2 separate regions of the Mus musculus genome follow, and region 1 is linked to region 2. The links are chromatin contacts, called in public HiChIP or PLAC-seq maps. All regions are on one chromosome and are shown on one strand. Each heading gives the region's core, a stretch centred on a gene start, on an enhancer-like site or on the middle of the called end of the contact. The rest is flanking DNA. Distances are from core to core; before and after follow the strand shown. Region 1 overlaps Cdcp2 (CUB domain containing protein 2). Region 2 overlaps Acot11 (acyl-CoA thioesterase 11).

Region 1 (6,145 bases), core at 1,752-4,251, 360 kb before region 2:
CATTCTCAGAAGTGGCAGCCTGATGTGGGGCAGCCTGAGGAGCGTGGGGCAGTCTGAGGAGTGTGGTGTCGGGTGTGGAGTTGGCGTACATGTAGTGAAGTGGCTCCTCTCCCAAGCTTGGGCTTCCGAAGGGCCCTGGATCTCACATTCCCAAAGAAGCCTTTGCATCCCTCAGTCAGCCTGCCTGGGTCGGCCTGCCTCTGCCGGCTTGCCTGGGTCGGCCTGCCTCTGCCGGCTTGCCTTGGTTGGTCTGCTTTGGTCAACCTGTTCCCTGCTCTTTAAGGGGACCTGTAGCCTTGATCTTTGAGACATAGAATCATGATACGGGACAGAGCAAGGTAGGATCTGTGAGTGAAGAAGAACCAAAGAGAGGCTGGTCATCTACATAGTAAAGACTGGAGTGAACGCACGTGGTAGAGGTGGGGGAGCGTGAGGGCCTGTCTCTACCTCCCTAGCATACATTATGCCTTGCTTAAGTCGCTCTGGCTGGTCTGGTCTGGCCTAGAGCCTCCTATGTAGGCCAAGTTAGCCTCAGAATCACAGAGATCCTGCCTCCCAAGTGCTGGATTAAAGGCGTGCGCCACCACCCCCACCTTAAACATTTCTATTTACTTTTTAGATGAACATGGGTCTGAGGATGGACCTCCTGTCCCCATGCTTGCATGGCTAGCTCATTCCTGACTGACCCACCTTCCCAGCCCTTAGGAACGTTGTCTCCTTCATTCCATCCACTGGATGTGGTTCTGTCCCAAGAAAATCCCTAGGGGCCTCAGGGCATGGAGCAAGGTGAAGACAGACTGGCAGCCAGATGTTCCTCAGCTCCCTTCTAAAGGACAGTGGCTGAGCGGAGGACAGCAGGGGCCAGAAGCAAGTGGCAGGGCATGGGGCCTCAGGCCAAGCCAGACTGCTGACACCCAGGTTTCAGAGCTGGGGACTCTAACAGGGGCACACCACTGTTCCTTCTCTTCGCACCCCCTCCCCTGCATTCTCCTAAGGACATAATTTAGGGTGTTGGGGTATTACACTGCCCAGGGACTCTCTCAGGCCCCTACCACCCATCCACCCCAGCCTGGGCTCACAGCCTCCAAAATCCAAGGATAGTGGGAAAATCTTGTTTGTAAGCTCCACAGCCTTTGGAGGGAGATGGATCCTTACTTGAAACTCATTTGTTTGTGGAGCCCAGAGATGAATTGGAGTCACCAGGTTGGGGAGGATGGGTGAGCAGTGAGCAGGGGGATAGCTGTGCATATTAAAGAAATCGGGGTTCCATTCTCCCCCGGGGGCTCTCAAAGAGAGGAGCAGGGAGGAAATTTAGGGTTGTTCACTATGGGGTGGGGGTGGGGTGCCAGTAAGCCTGAGTCCATATCTGTGTGCACCATCAGAGCCATGAGGGAAACTGAGGACAGCAGGTGCCCTTCAGTAAGGCTCAGAGCCCATCTCTTATACCTCCCTCCCCACCAACCCCTACCTGAGACTCAGTACCGCAGGTGTCAAAGCGGGCCTGGATCCGGAAGTTACTGCCAACTTCCTGGGCTGCACAGCTCCGGCTACCCAGGTAGACCTTGGTCCGCTCCAGTGGGGCCAGTGCCTGGGCAGAGATCAGGATCTGGAAGTCCGTGCGAGAACAGCTCACATTCATGGGCACCACTGGAAAGGAGGGCGGAATCTGAGACCTTAGGGCTGCTGTCAGAACCATTACCCCCAAGCCTCCTGGAAGGACAGTAGACACGGAACAGAACTCCAGACTAGAGAAGGTGCTTATGGAATACTATAGGACTCAGTTGAGATATATTGCGTGCATTGCTCCCCCGAAACCTCGATCTGTGAGCTCTTAAGGCATGTAGTGTACCACTGTTTCTGTCCCTTTGAGGCCAGTGTAGAGCTTGGCAGGCTGAGGAAATGCTGAATGAATGAATGAATGAATGAGCATGGGAGTGACTGGAAACTAGTTCTTCACCACAATAAGAGTGCTTATCGCTTTGCCGCACGGCAGGGTGTTCACCCTATCATTCAGTAAACACAGCTACTGATGGCCTACTCTGCACAGCACACACAGACACAGACACAGACACAGACACAGACACAGACACAGACACAGACACAGACACAGACACAGACACACACAGACACAGACAGACACAGACACAGACAGACACAGACACAGACACAGACACAGACACAGACACAGACACAGACACAGACACAGACACAGACACACACAGACACAGACAGACACAGACACAGACAGACACAGACAGACACAGACACAGACACAGACACAGACACAGACAGACACAGACACAGACACAGACACAGACACAGACACAGACACAGACACAGACAGAGACACAGACACAGACACAGACACAGACACAGACACAGACAGACACAGACACAGACACAGACGACATGAAGAAGTCTGCCACACCACGGCATGTGCAGGACAAATAATGTGGAGATGCACAGGAGTGCTGTGAAGGACCATCACGCTAAGATAGAAAAGAATCTGGGTGCGGGGGGCGTGGGGGAACCCTGTTGTCCCTCCTGTGATGGCCATGGAGGGTGGGCACACCACAAGCCACTTCAGTTTTGAAAACAGATCTCTGAGAGGTGAAGCTGCCCGTTGTGGCTGAGTTTGGATTTCAGACTCGAGGGAGGTGGGCGGGCAGTCTGCTCATTACAAATCAGTCAGCTCCCAGCATGCCCTGTGCTGTGTGAGAGTGCGACTCTGAGTGTCTGGGGTTGCAGGAGCCAGGGAGTAGGCAAGGCAGAGGCAGGTGGGGGTTGGTCGCTGGCTGGAAGAAAAAGGGAGCCTGGCAGGCAGAGGCCTGGATCCCTCAGCCCTCTCCGGGAAATGTCTCGGACATATTTCAACCTCGGGTGTCTGGGCAGGCGGGGATTTATGGGTCCGCTGTCTCCCACGATGATCTCGGTGGCACTGAACTGTGTGTCACCCCTGATTGATGCCGTGGTTGCCCTCCCTGTGGAGAGGCTGCCTACAGCCTGGGCCCCATCTGGTGCTGGTCCAGTGTGAGTACCCTGTCTGACCCTCGACTCCCACAGGGGGCTGTGTAGGGAGCACAGAAGGTCCTGGAACAGGAGCCAGAATGACAACCACCCCCACCCTCATCTCCAAAGATGCTGCAAGAAGAGGCGGTCTAAATCACTTAGCGCTGCCCAGTCTGGGCTGGAGACTTGGGCTCTCAGAGGCAAGCTGGCCCGGAAGACCCTTCAATCCAAATTCCTGCTGTACAGGTGGGAAAATCAGGAGAGCTAAGGGGAGACTCCAGGTCACTGGGCAGAACCCAGATGGCACCTGGTCTCACAACATTCTCCTTGTCCATGGAGAATCAAAGGAAGCTGTGCCAAGAACCCCATCTTTTCTTCTCACAGAACCAGGACCAGAAGGGTCTCTATGGGCCACCAGCTTGTAGCCACTGTTTTCCAATCCACTCCCAGGGTTCCCTAGCTACTCAACAGCCAGGGATGAGGAAAAAGGCTCCTTTCACTGCTGAACAGGCCAGGCCGGAGTGTATGAGGGAAAGACGTCCGCAGAGCCTGTAGCCCCTACTCCTTACCTGACTCAGGGACTTGCAAGCTTTGTACCGAGTCCACATAACCAAAGTTAGAAAAACCTTAATACCAGCTTCCCAGCCACCTCTGCAGAAAAGCATGGCCACGTGACTGAAACCACAGGGACCCAGGACAAAGCATTGAGAGCGCTTTGGAAGGCTCGGGCTTTCTGGATAACGGGATTCTCGTGGCTGCCACCTCTCTTGTCCGTTCCCAGCCTTGGCTGTGGACAGGATGCCCGTGCTCTGCAGAAGTTCTGTTGCAAACATAAGGATCTCAGCGGTGCCCTTAGGAAATTCCGAGTCCCTGGCCCCATACAGGGGTTGCCTGGCTAGCACGCTGCTGGGTGAGGACACCTTAGTACCCTTTGTCCAGCTAGCACTTCTGAATGATGCAGGCAAGTCTGGTGGCATCTCAGTGTTTTTGCCTCCTGACTGTTGATAACTTGGCATATTGTGTGCATCAGTCCTGGAAACTGGATCAAATATCCAAGAGGCAGAGAGCCCATGGGAAAGGGAGCGAGGTAGGGGGAATTAGGAATCAGGGAGTCAGAAGCTATGAAAAGAGGTGACAGTGGAAATAAATGAGGGCCGTACTGGAGTGGCCTCCAAGGTCCCCAGGGTAGGCGACTGAGTGGGGTCTGGAGGAGTCAGTGGAGGGGCTGTGTCTCAGTGGACACAGGAAGGGGCCGCAGAGTTCCCAAGGACACACACCCAGCTGACCTCCGATGTAGGCCACGGAGAAGCCCCTGCCGGAGGTGCTGCGGTCAGTGTGCAGCAGGAGCAGGACCTGGTTGCGACTCGAGGTGACAGGCGGCGGCAGGTGATGCCCACACCACTTCCCCAGCAGCTGTGCCTCCTCACTGGCCCCATCAAAGGCTGCCAGATGGTCGAAGTCACAGGTTCTGGTTAGGCTATTGGGCTCCTCCAAGCCCAGGTCCAGGATGAAGACCTTGACCCGGTAGCCGGGGGGCAGGCGGATGGTCCAGTGGCAACGGATATTGTTGGGGTAGGCGCCAGGGTACTGTGGGCTGGAGAAGTTTCCACGCACAGCTGTGAACACCTCCTGGCATTCTCCTGGGAAGAAGAAAGTTATCCTCACACCAAATAAATGATAAATAAGTCAGGGTCTCCAGCCTGAGGTGCCACCGGGAGGTGGTAGAAACCTTAGGACACCAGGCCTACTGGGAGGCTCACTGGGGGGACACCCTCAAAAGTGGGCACTAGGGCCCCCAGTCCCTTCCTTTTTATGTCTCTGCTTCCTTCCTGTCACGAGGGAGCAGTTTTTGTTCTACTCCTTGCTCCCTGCCATGATGCTCCTCCTCACTACAGGCCCAAAGACCACAGCTGACAGCCTTGGGCCTCTGCAACTGTGAGCCAGGCGGACCTTTCCTCTGTGCCTCACACCCTTGTCTATCTCAGGTATAAAAGCCAACATTCTGCCTACATGCCAGCCTTGCTCTCAGCCGCCTGCCCTCTGCCCTCTGCCCTCTGTATATACCATTCATGCCCTCTGGGCTGACTTCTTTGAGGCTCTGCTTGATTCTTCCTCCAGGAAGTCCCCTGTGATTCCTCCTGTTTGCACTCATGGCAGTTGGCTTTTTGCTGTACCACCCATCTTTCTCAGTGGGCTGTGAATTCTCTGAAGCTCATCCACTCTTCTATACACACATCACGTCAGCACAGCAGGCACAGGAAAAGGAGCTAGCTCACCCTCCGACAGGGAGCTGGACAAAGGTGGCATGAGGTAGATGTAAGAGTATCTAATTCTCTAAGGCAGTGGTTCTCAATCCTCCTATGATGCGACCCCTTAATACAGATCCTCATGTTGTAGTGACCCCAACCATAAAATAATAATAACTATTATTATTATTGTTGTTGTTATTATTATTATTTTGGTTTCTCAAGACAGGGTTTCTCTGTGTAGCCCTGGCTGTCCTGGAACTCACACTGTGGACCAGACAGGACTTGAACTCAGAGATCCTCCTGCCTCTGCCTCCCAAGAACTAGGATTAAAGGCATGCGCCACCACCGCACAGTTCCATAAAATTATTTTCGTTGCCACTTCATAACTGTAATTTTGATACTGTCATGAGTCACATGTAAACATCTGGTATACAGGATATCTGACATGTGACCCCTGCAAAAGGGTTGTTTGATCCCCAAAGGGGTCACGACCCACAGGTTGAGAACCACTGCTCTAAGGCATTTAAATGGGACTGATCCCATCTGAGCAAGAACATGATCAGCTTAGGCCTTGGCGTTGGCCCAGAAGAGTGTGCTAAGCCATTAGAGAAAGTGCAGAAAACCCAAACCCCAAGGACACAAGCAAGCTTGAGTCCCCAAGCAAAGCAGCAGGCAGGAGTACACAGGCGCTACCATAGCCTTGGCCCCTCCTACCTGAGAAGTAGTGGGCCTTGAAGCCCCGGCCTCCAATGTTGAAGTCAGACTTGAAGACCACCTGCAGCTCATGGCCCAGGGACACGAAGGTGGGGGGTCTGGTGCGGCCACAGTAGTGGTGCCCGTGGGCAGGGCCAGGCGCTCCAAGCACAGCTACGTAGTCATACATGCAT
Region 2 (6,666 bases), core at 2,018-4,517:
ACTGCTTCTTACAGCAGTGCTTTCTGTCTGTCCGTACTGAGCTCTGTGAGAGGTCCATTTTCACGGGGTTGTGGCAAGGACATTCAGTCACTTCTTTAGTCAGACAGCCAGTCAGTGGCAGCCCTGACTTCCAGCAGACAGACTCCACCGGCAGCAGTCTGGGGCTGTGGCGAGGCCGTTCTCTGTGCTCTGCAGGTCCGCCTGTACATCCTAGAAGAGGACTTCCTCTCCTTTCACTTGGAGATGGTGGTAAATGTGGATGCCGCCCAGGTCTTTCAGCTGCTGTCAGACCTGCGCAGGAGACCAGAGTGGGACAAGCATTACCGGTGAGGGGCCAGTGCTGGGAGAAAGGTGGGGGATTGCCTGCTGATGCTAAGCATATCCCACAATGCTTTGCTCCCACTGGCCTTCAGCTGGGGTGGGCCTGGCTACAGAGTATAGTCAGTCCTGTGTTAAATGGCAAAGTCATGGGTATGTTGAAGCCCTAGGGAAGAGACTAAACCTGGAACTGAACGTGGAGGCCTGGGTTTAAGTCTTGTTTCTGCTCTAGATAGTTTGACATTGGTCAGGCCGTTTCTGACCTGGGCCTCTGTTTGCGCCTTTTAAAAATATTTTATGAATATGGATATTTTGCCTGTCTGTGCAGCACATATGTGTCTGGTGCTCATGGGAACCAGAACAAAGCATCAGTAAAGATGATTTTGAGCTACCATGTGGGTGCTGGGAATTGAACCCAGGTCCTCTTAAAAAAAATAAAAAATAAAAAAACAGCCCGTGCTCTTAACCTGTAAGCCATCTCTTCAGCCCTTACAACTCTTTTTTGTTTGTTTGTTTGTTTAAAGACTAATTTATTATATGTAAGTACACTGCTGTCTTCAGACACCCCAGAAGAGGGCATCAGATCTCATTACGGATGGTTGTGAGCCATCATGTGGTTGTTGGGATTTGAACTCATGACCTTTGCTTTGGAAGAGCAGTTGGTGCTCTTAACTGCTGAGCCATCTCTCCAACCCAGCCCTCCCAACTCTTAAGAAGGGTCTTAGGGGGTGAGCAGGTCATAAATGCGCAGCAGCCAGTGTTCTTACCACCTGCCAAGGCTCTACTTGTGTGTGTGTGTGTAAGTACAGATGTCTGTAGAGGCAGTTGTGACCCACTAGACAAGGTGCTGGGAACTAAACTCTGAACTCAGCAGGCATGATGGCAAAGTGCCCTACCCATTGAGCCAACTTGTGGGGCTGGGAAAGTTAATGCTTAAAGCGGTGTTTGTTCAGCATCCTCAAAGTCCTCTCCTGTTCTGCCGATGTCGTGGCTCAGTCGGAGCCTGCATTACAAGAGCTTCCCTAGGAGGCTAGATGGGAAGTCAGTGAGCTGCGCATCACCAGCTGACTTTCTAGAGTAGCCTGCTCCTTCTTTGAGTCTGCCTTCAGCGGAGTGAGCATAGCCATTCATAGCCCGGCTTCCTGCCTAAGCTTTCTTTGCAGCCATGCTTGTGCAGTGTTGGGGAGACGGTTTAGTAGATAAAGCGCTTGCACACAAGCATGAGAACTTGAACCCAAGTTGGGAGGGCTGAAGAGATGGTTTACAAGCCATATAAAGCTGGGCATGTAGCTCATGCCTGCAATCCCAGGATTCTTTCTGTGAGATGGGAGACAGGAGACTCCTTAGAACTGCTAGAGCAAAGTTAGTCTGGTGCACACACACAGGCAAATAGCAATGACATACCTGAGGTTGTTATCAACAGTGCACCAATAGGTGAATACCTGCATTCAAACACTCATACTTGTGCATGTGCGCACACATGCACACACAACCACACACACATAGAGCAAGAGATCAAGCAAGTGGCAAGAAAGAAAAGAATAAACTGTGTTGCTCTAAAATGCTGTGCATGGGTAACCCGGACCTGCTAGCAGGGTATTCTAGAACTGAGAGGTGATCGGTGGTGGCTGGGCAGAGGAGCTGGGAAAGATGGGCTGCTGTGGACCAAACCAAAGTTCACTGAGGGTGAGTGACATAGGCTAGAGACCCCAGCACACTCCCCTAGGCCTGCACAGCCAGCCTGTTCCCTAGCCAGCCTTTGTGCAGCAGAAGGATAGGGGGAGGTGTGGCCATGTCCTCATGTGACTGCCCTTGTGTCTGTGGGTACCAATGTCAGTTGATGCCTGTATACCTGAACAGATGTGTGAGTATGCCTGGTCTTGTGTTGTCTCTGTTACCCATCAGGCTGAACACCCCAGCCCTGTTTCCTCATGAACTCTGTAGCCCAGAGTGGGTTAACCCCCAGCCTTAGCTCCTCTATTTAGTGAGGATGCTAAGACTGCCCACAGGAGTCTTAAGTGAGATCCCAGGATAGCACCTGAAACACACTGGGAACTCATTAGACAGTATGGACAACTACTGAATCCTTGAACAGCTACTTGGGGTGTGTGTGCACCTGCAGATCTGTGAGTTCAGAGCTGTCTGTGTACATACGCTCACATATGTCTTTCTCCATTGCTGTCGTAAAATACCCTGACAAAAGCAACTGAAGGGAGAACAGGTTCACTCGGGCTCACAGTTCCAAGTACTGTCCACTGCAGTGGGGAGGTCAAGGCAGCAGAAGCTTGAAGCACTTGTTCATACTGCATCCACAGTAACATAACAGAGGGGTGTGAATGCATGCTAGTGCCCAGCTCACAGCCTCCACTTTCCCTGTCAGGTGATGGTGCTGGCCACAGTTCAGGTGGGCCTCCCTCTGCCAATTAACAAGATAATCTCCTACAGGCATACCCAGAGACCCATTTCCCAGATGATTCTGCATTCTGTCAAGTTGACAGTTAATACTATCAGTTTGCATACTTGTATTGGCTTGAGTATATGTCAGTGTGCTTTGTGTGTGTGTGTGTGTACCTAGATGAGTGTCTCTGTATATGCTTATATGTGCATGTGCCTGTGTATCTGCTCTGGTGCACTGTGTGTGTGTGTGAATGTTGTGTGTACAGACAAGCACATGCATACACATTCATGCATACACATATGCTGGAGGGTCCCCATCCTTCCCCGGCTCCGCTCAGAGGCTGCAGGCTGCGGGAGCCTGGCAGAGCTGCTCCCCATAGAGAGCTGCTGTGGCTCTGAGCCCTGACTTCAGCCTCCCCACAGGAGTGTGGAGCTGGTGCAGCAAGTGGATGAGGATGACGCCATCTACCACGTCATCAGCCCCGCCCTGAGCGGGAACACCAAGCCCCAGGACTTTGTGATCCTGGCCTCTAGGCGGAAGCCTTGTGACAATGGGTGAGTGCCTGCTCTCTGAGGGGTGCAGTTGAGGTAGGGAGACCTCCTCTCTCCCTCTCCTGGGAGGAGCAGCAACATGGAGGCCAGAGCTCTGCTGCCCACTGGTGGCTGGACTCAGAACCCACCAGCTGTTTCTAGGCGCCATTGGGAGTTCATCATGACTGCAAGGTCACAAACTGCTCCTGAAAGCAAGGGCGACTGTGGCATTTGTTGCCACAGACACGAGTGCCTTTCCCATGGGTATCCCTTGGTCTCTGCCCTCTGGAAGCTTGTGGCTGTTACCTGAGACATGGGCGCAGCCAGGGTAGACTGCATCTTTTTTTCTGGAGACAAAGGCCAGAAGAATGAAAACCCCAAGGTACACAGTCCATGGGTTCACAGGGAGCCTGAACCTGATGCTGCTAACACAGATGTCCCCTTCCTACAGCTGACCCCCAGCAAGGCATCCTCCTCTGGATGATCTCTGATCCCTTCTAACTCTGCCTCTCTTCCAGGGACCCCTATGTCATTGCCCTGAGGTCGGTCACGCTGCCCACGCACCATGAGACACCGGAATACCAACGTGGGGAGACTCTCTGTTCAGGCTTCTGTCTGTGGCGTGAGGGGGACCAGATGACTAAGGTAAGACGTGATGTCCCCTCTATACTTCCACCTATGGATAAACTGAACTCTACGCTGTTCGGCTGGGCCCTTCCAGACCCGAACCCCCATGACCCCCCAGACTTTGCAGTCTGAAAGGAGCTCGTCTGGAGCTTGAGTGTGGTCAGAGAGCAAACTGCTATTGGGGCTTGGGAAAAGCTCTGGACACACTACAGAAAGCCCAGCTCTGATCTAAAATTCTGCCATTGTTTGTTTAATGTGTCTCCCTTTTCGTCTGGGAGGGCTTTATGTGGCTTTGAGGGCATAGAAGGCTCAGCAGGGGAGTCAGAGTTAATTGGAAAGGTAGAGCAGAGCTGGGGGCAGGTATGCTGCAGTTCCCCTGGCATGCAGTTTTCCTTGCAGCCTTGCCCAGGTGCTGACTCGGCCAGCATTGCTAAGGACCTACACAAAGGACATAGTCCAAGGCTTATGTCTACCACGTTTCTGTGACACCCCACCCTCCCAGCACTGTTATAAAGTGGATTCAGGTGTAGGTATTAGAGTCAATTCCTGTCCCCTTGGGGCCACCTAGTCAGCAGGGAGGTGTACAGTGACCTTATGGTTTGCTGTGATAGGGCAGTCAGAGTTGAAGTTCCCTGTGTATCTGGGGGACCTATCAAAAGAGGCTAGGTCTATCACTCAGGTTTTCTAACTGATCAAGATACAAGGTTGTATCTGTTGCTTCCCCAGAAGGCAAGCAAGGCTGCTGACTCTCACCTCCCCATTATGCCTCCTTGAACTTGACTTCCTGTCCTGCAGGTTTCTTACTACAACCAGGCCACCCCCGGCTTTCTCAACTATGTGACCACCAATGTGTCCGGCCTGTCCTCAGAATTCTACAACACTTTCAAGGCTTGTGAGAGTTTTCTGTTGGACAACCGGAATGACCTAGCTCCCAGCCTCCAGACCCTCTAGACACCACCCATGCTGCCCCAGGTCTTACACAGTGCGTGGAACAAAGCAGAGACATTTATTCACCTTGACTCCCCAGGGAAGCCTTCCACACTAGATGGTCCAATCCTACTGGATGGTCGGTTGCTGCTCACATCTGCCTGCAAGTCTTTCCAGTACTCCTGGGATATCCTGTAATAGACTCGGGTCCTGTCCACGGCCCTGGCCGCCCACAATCCAGCCCACAAATCCACATGGCTGTTCCCAGCAGTGCTGTGGTACACTGTGACAGTGGCTCTAGGGGAGGAGGCCAGGAGCCTGGCCACAGTGTTGGCTGGACTCTGACTCAGTGGCCCAGCCTGCAGCTGGAAGGACACAGGTTGCCGGAGTCCCTGACACAGCTCCAGCATATCTGTGACCATCTGCTCCTGATAACCACTGTCCAGCATCTCTTCGGGCCAGCCCGGTGCCACGGTCACATGGGGGAAGACTTCAGCCACAGCTGTGAGCAGCTCTCTGCCAGCTATGTGGCCAGGGACCACAAAACTACCATGTGAGACTGTGGACCCCACCCACACAGGCCAGGGCAGATGGCCAAGGGTAGAAAGGTGTGCTAACGTGGCCAGGGATGGCCGGAGAGCTTCGGGTTCCACTATGTTCACATGGATGCCCCAGCGCCTGGGGTGAACAGCCAGACGCAGCAGACACGACTCCAGTGTCAGAGCAGGGCCACCTGGGGTGTGTAGGATGGGTACAGGGTTCCCAGCCTCAGGTTCCTGGAGGCCAATGTCCAGCAAGATCATGCCTTCTCTGTCTGGAAGAGGCAACAGTTTGGAGATCCTGTCATCATGGGACGTCAGTGTTTTTTGTTAAAGGGGACATACATGGGGGCATGTCATGGGGATAGATCAAGAGGCACCAGCCATTCTTGAGTTTGCCAGCTCCATCCCAGGCTCCAAGTGCTGTGACTGGTGACTCTCAGGCAGGCATGACAAATTGCTGGCCTCCATTCTTGGCCTTCCTAATCACTCCCCACTCCTCTAGTCACAGTGTGGCTGAGGACTCAAGGCTGTGAAGACCAGGAGTTCCTGCTCTTGACATTATTCCTCCCACTTTGTATCCAGTGTGTGGCTTATTGTGTTGCCATGGTAACAGAGAATCAAGTTACCCACCCAAGCAAATGACAGACCTGTGGGTGAGGGTAGCCAGGAGCTTTAGAGCTGCAGGCAGACTCACCAGGAACTGTAATGGCTGCTCTTCTCCCACTGCCATTCACTTCCAGAACTAGCCACTCTACCTCCAGACCATCACCCTTGGGCTGCTGGAGAAGAGGGATCAGGCTGCCACCTGTGTAGTAGGTTCGCTTCCGGGTGGTGTTCACTGTGGGACCCAAAATTGCCAATGTGAAGGGACCACTCTCCACAAATTGCCTTGTGTATGCACTGGCTCTCCCGCATCCTAAGCCCTGTGGCTGTCACTTCTCCCTTTTGGGTAGATTGGAAGTCATTGTCTCATGGCCTGACATTCAACAGAATTTACTGGGCCAGAAACCAAACAGAGCTAGAGATGAGGGGAGGGGGCTCCAAAGCTTGTCTCCTCCCTTTCCCAGGCACAACTCCCTCAATAGGAGTGGAATCTGATGTGACTCCTTGGGATGACTTAAGTGTAGATGCCCCTAGACACAGGGTCAAGAGAACAGGGCATAGTGGCATCTGGCTCATGAACTAGTGGGCACGTAAGAGGGCTGTGCTTGAGACCCTATTGCCAAAGGTGAATGGTGCTGTGGAAGCCAGGGCACTCGAGTGCGTGCATGTGTGTGTGTATGTGTGTGTATGTATGTGTGTGTGTGTGTGTGTGTGTGTGTGT

The links. HiChIP or PLAC-seq counts read pairs in DNA pulled down with a chosen protein or histone mark.
Region 1: a contact with region 2 is called in an H3K27ac HiChIP or PLAC-seq map of differentiating embryonic stem cells, with 5 times the contacts expected there. The contact joins two enhancer-like sites. A contact is called at or near these places in 13 of 39 promoter capture datasets (the 3T3-L1 cell line, the C10 cell line, cranial neural crest and 9 more), 1 of 15 datasets of contacts at CTCF or cohesin (the NIH/3T3 cell line), 3 of 484 Hi-C or Micro-C datasets (B cells, bone marrow-derived macrophages and reprogramming fibroblasts), 5 of 115 datasets of contacts at active chromatin or transcription factors (differentiating embryonic stem cells, double positive thymocytes, embryonic basal ganglia and 2 more) and 3 of 9 other capture datasets (adipose tissue, embryonic stem cells and liver).

Annotation. Positions count from the first base shown.
Region 1 is chr4:107,105,222-107,111,366 of GRCm38.p6, reverse strand. Cdcp2 (CUB domain containing protein 2) reads right to left here. Exons shown (of 4, transcript NM_172873.3): 3 at 5,973-6,145; 4 at 3,619-4,649. The coding sequence ends at 4,129. Among named protein-coding and RNA genes, the nearest start is that of Cdcp2, 11 kb to the right of the region's middle. Within about 2 kb of position 3,001, at least 57 of the 459 cell types and tissues checked have an H3K27ac peak or open chromatin away from gene starts, as enhancers often do. A contact at or near this core is called in differentiating embryonic stem cells and hippocampal neurons, where this site is marked.
Region 2 is chr4:106,746,487-106,753,152 of GRCm38.p6, reverse strand. It overlaps Acot11 (acyl-CoA thioesterase 11), which reads left to right. Exons shown (of 16, transcript NM_025590.4): 13 at 196-326; 14 at 3,139-3,270; 15 at 3,765-3,891; 16 at 4,669-6,666. The coding sequence ends at 4,824. It overlaps Fam151a (family with sequence simliarity 151, member A), which reads right to left. Exons shown (of 8, transcript NM_146149.1): 7 at 6,037-6,180; 8 at 4,861-5,614. The coding sequence ends at 4,884. Among named protein-coding and RNA genes, the nearest start is that of Fam151a, 16 kb to the right of the region's middle. Within about 2 kb of position 3,267, at least 92 of the 459 cell types and tissues checked have an H3K27ac peak or open chromatin away from gene starts, as enhancers often do. A contact at or near this core is called in differentiating embryonic stem cells and hippocampal neurons, where this site is marked.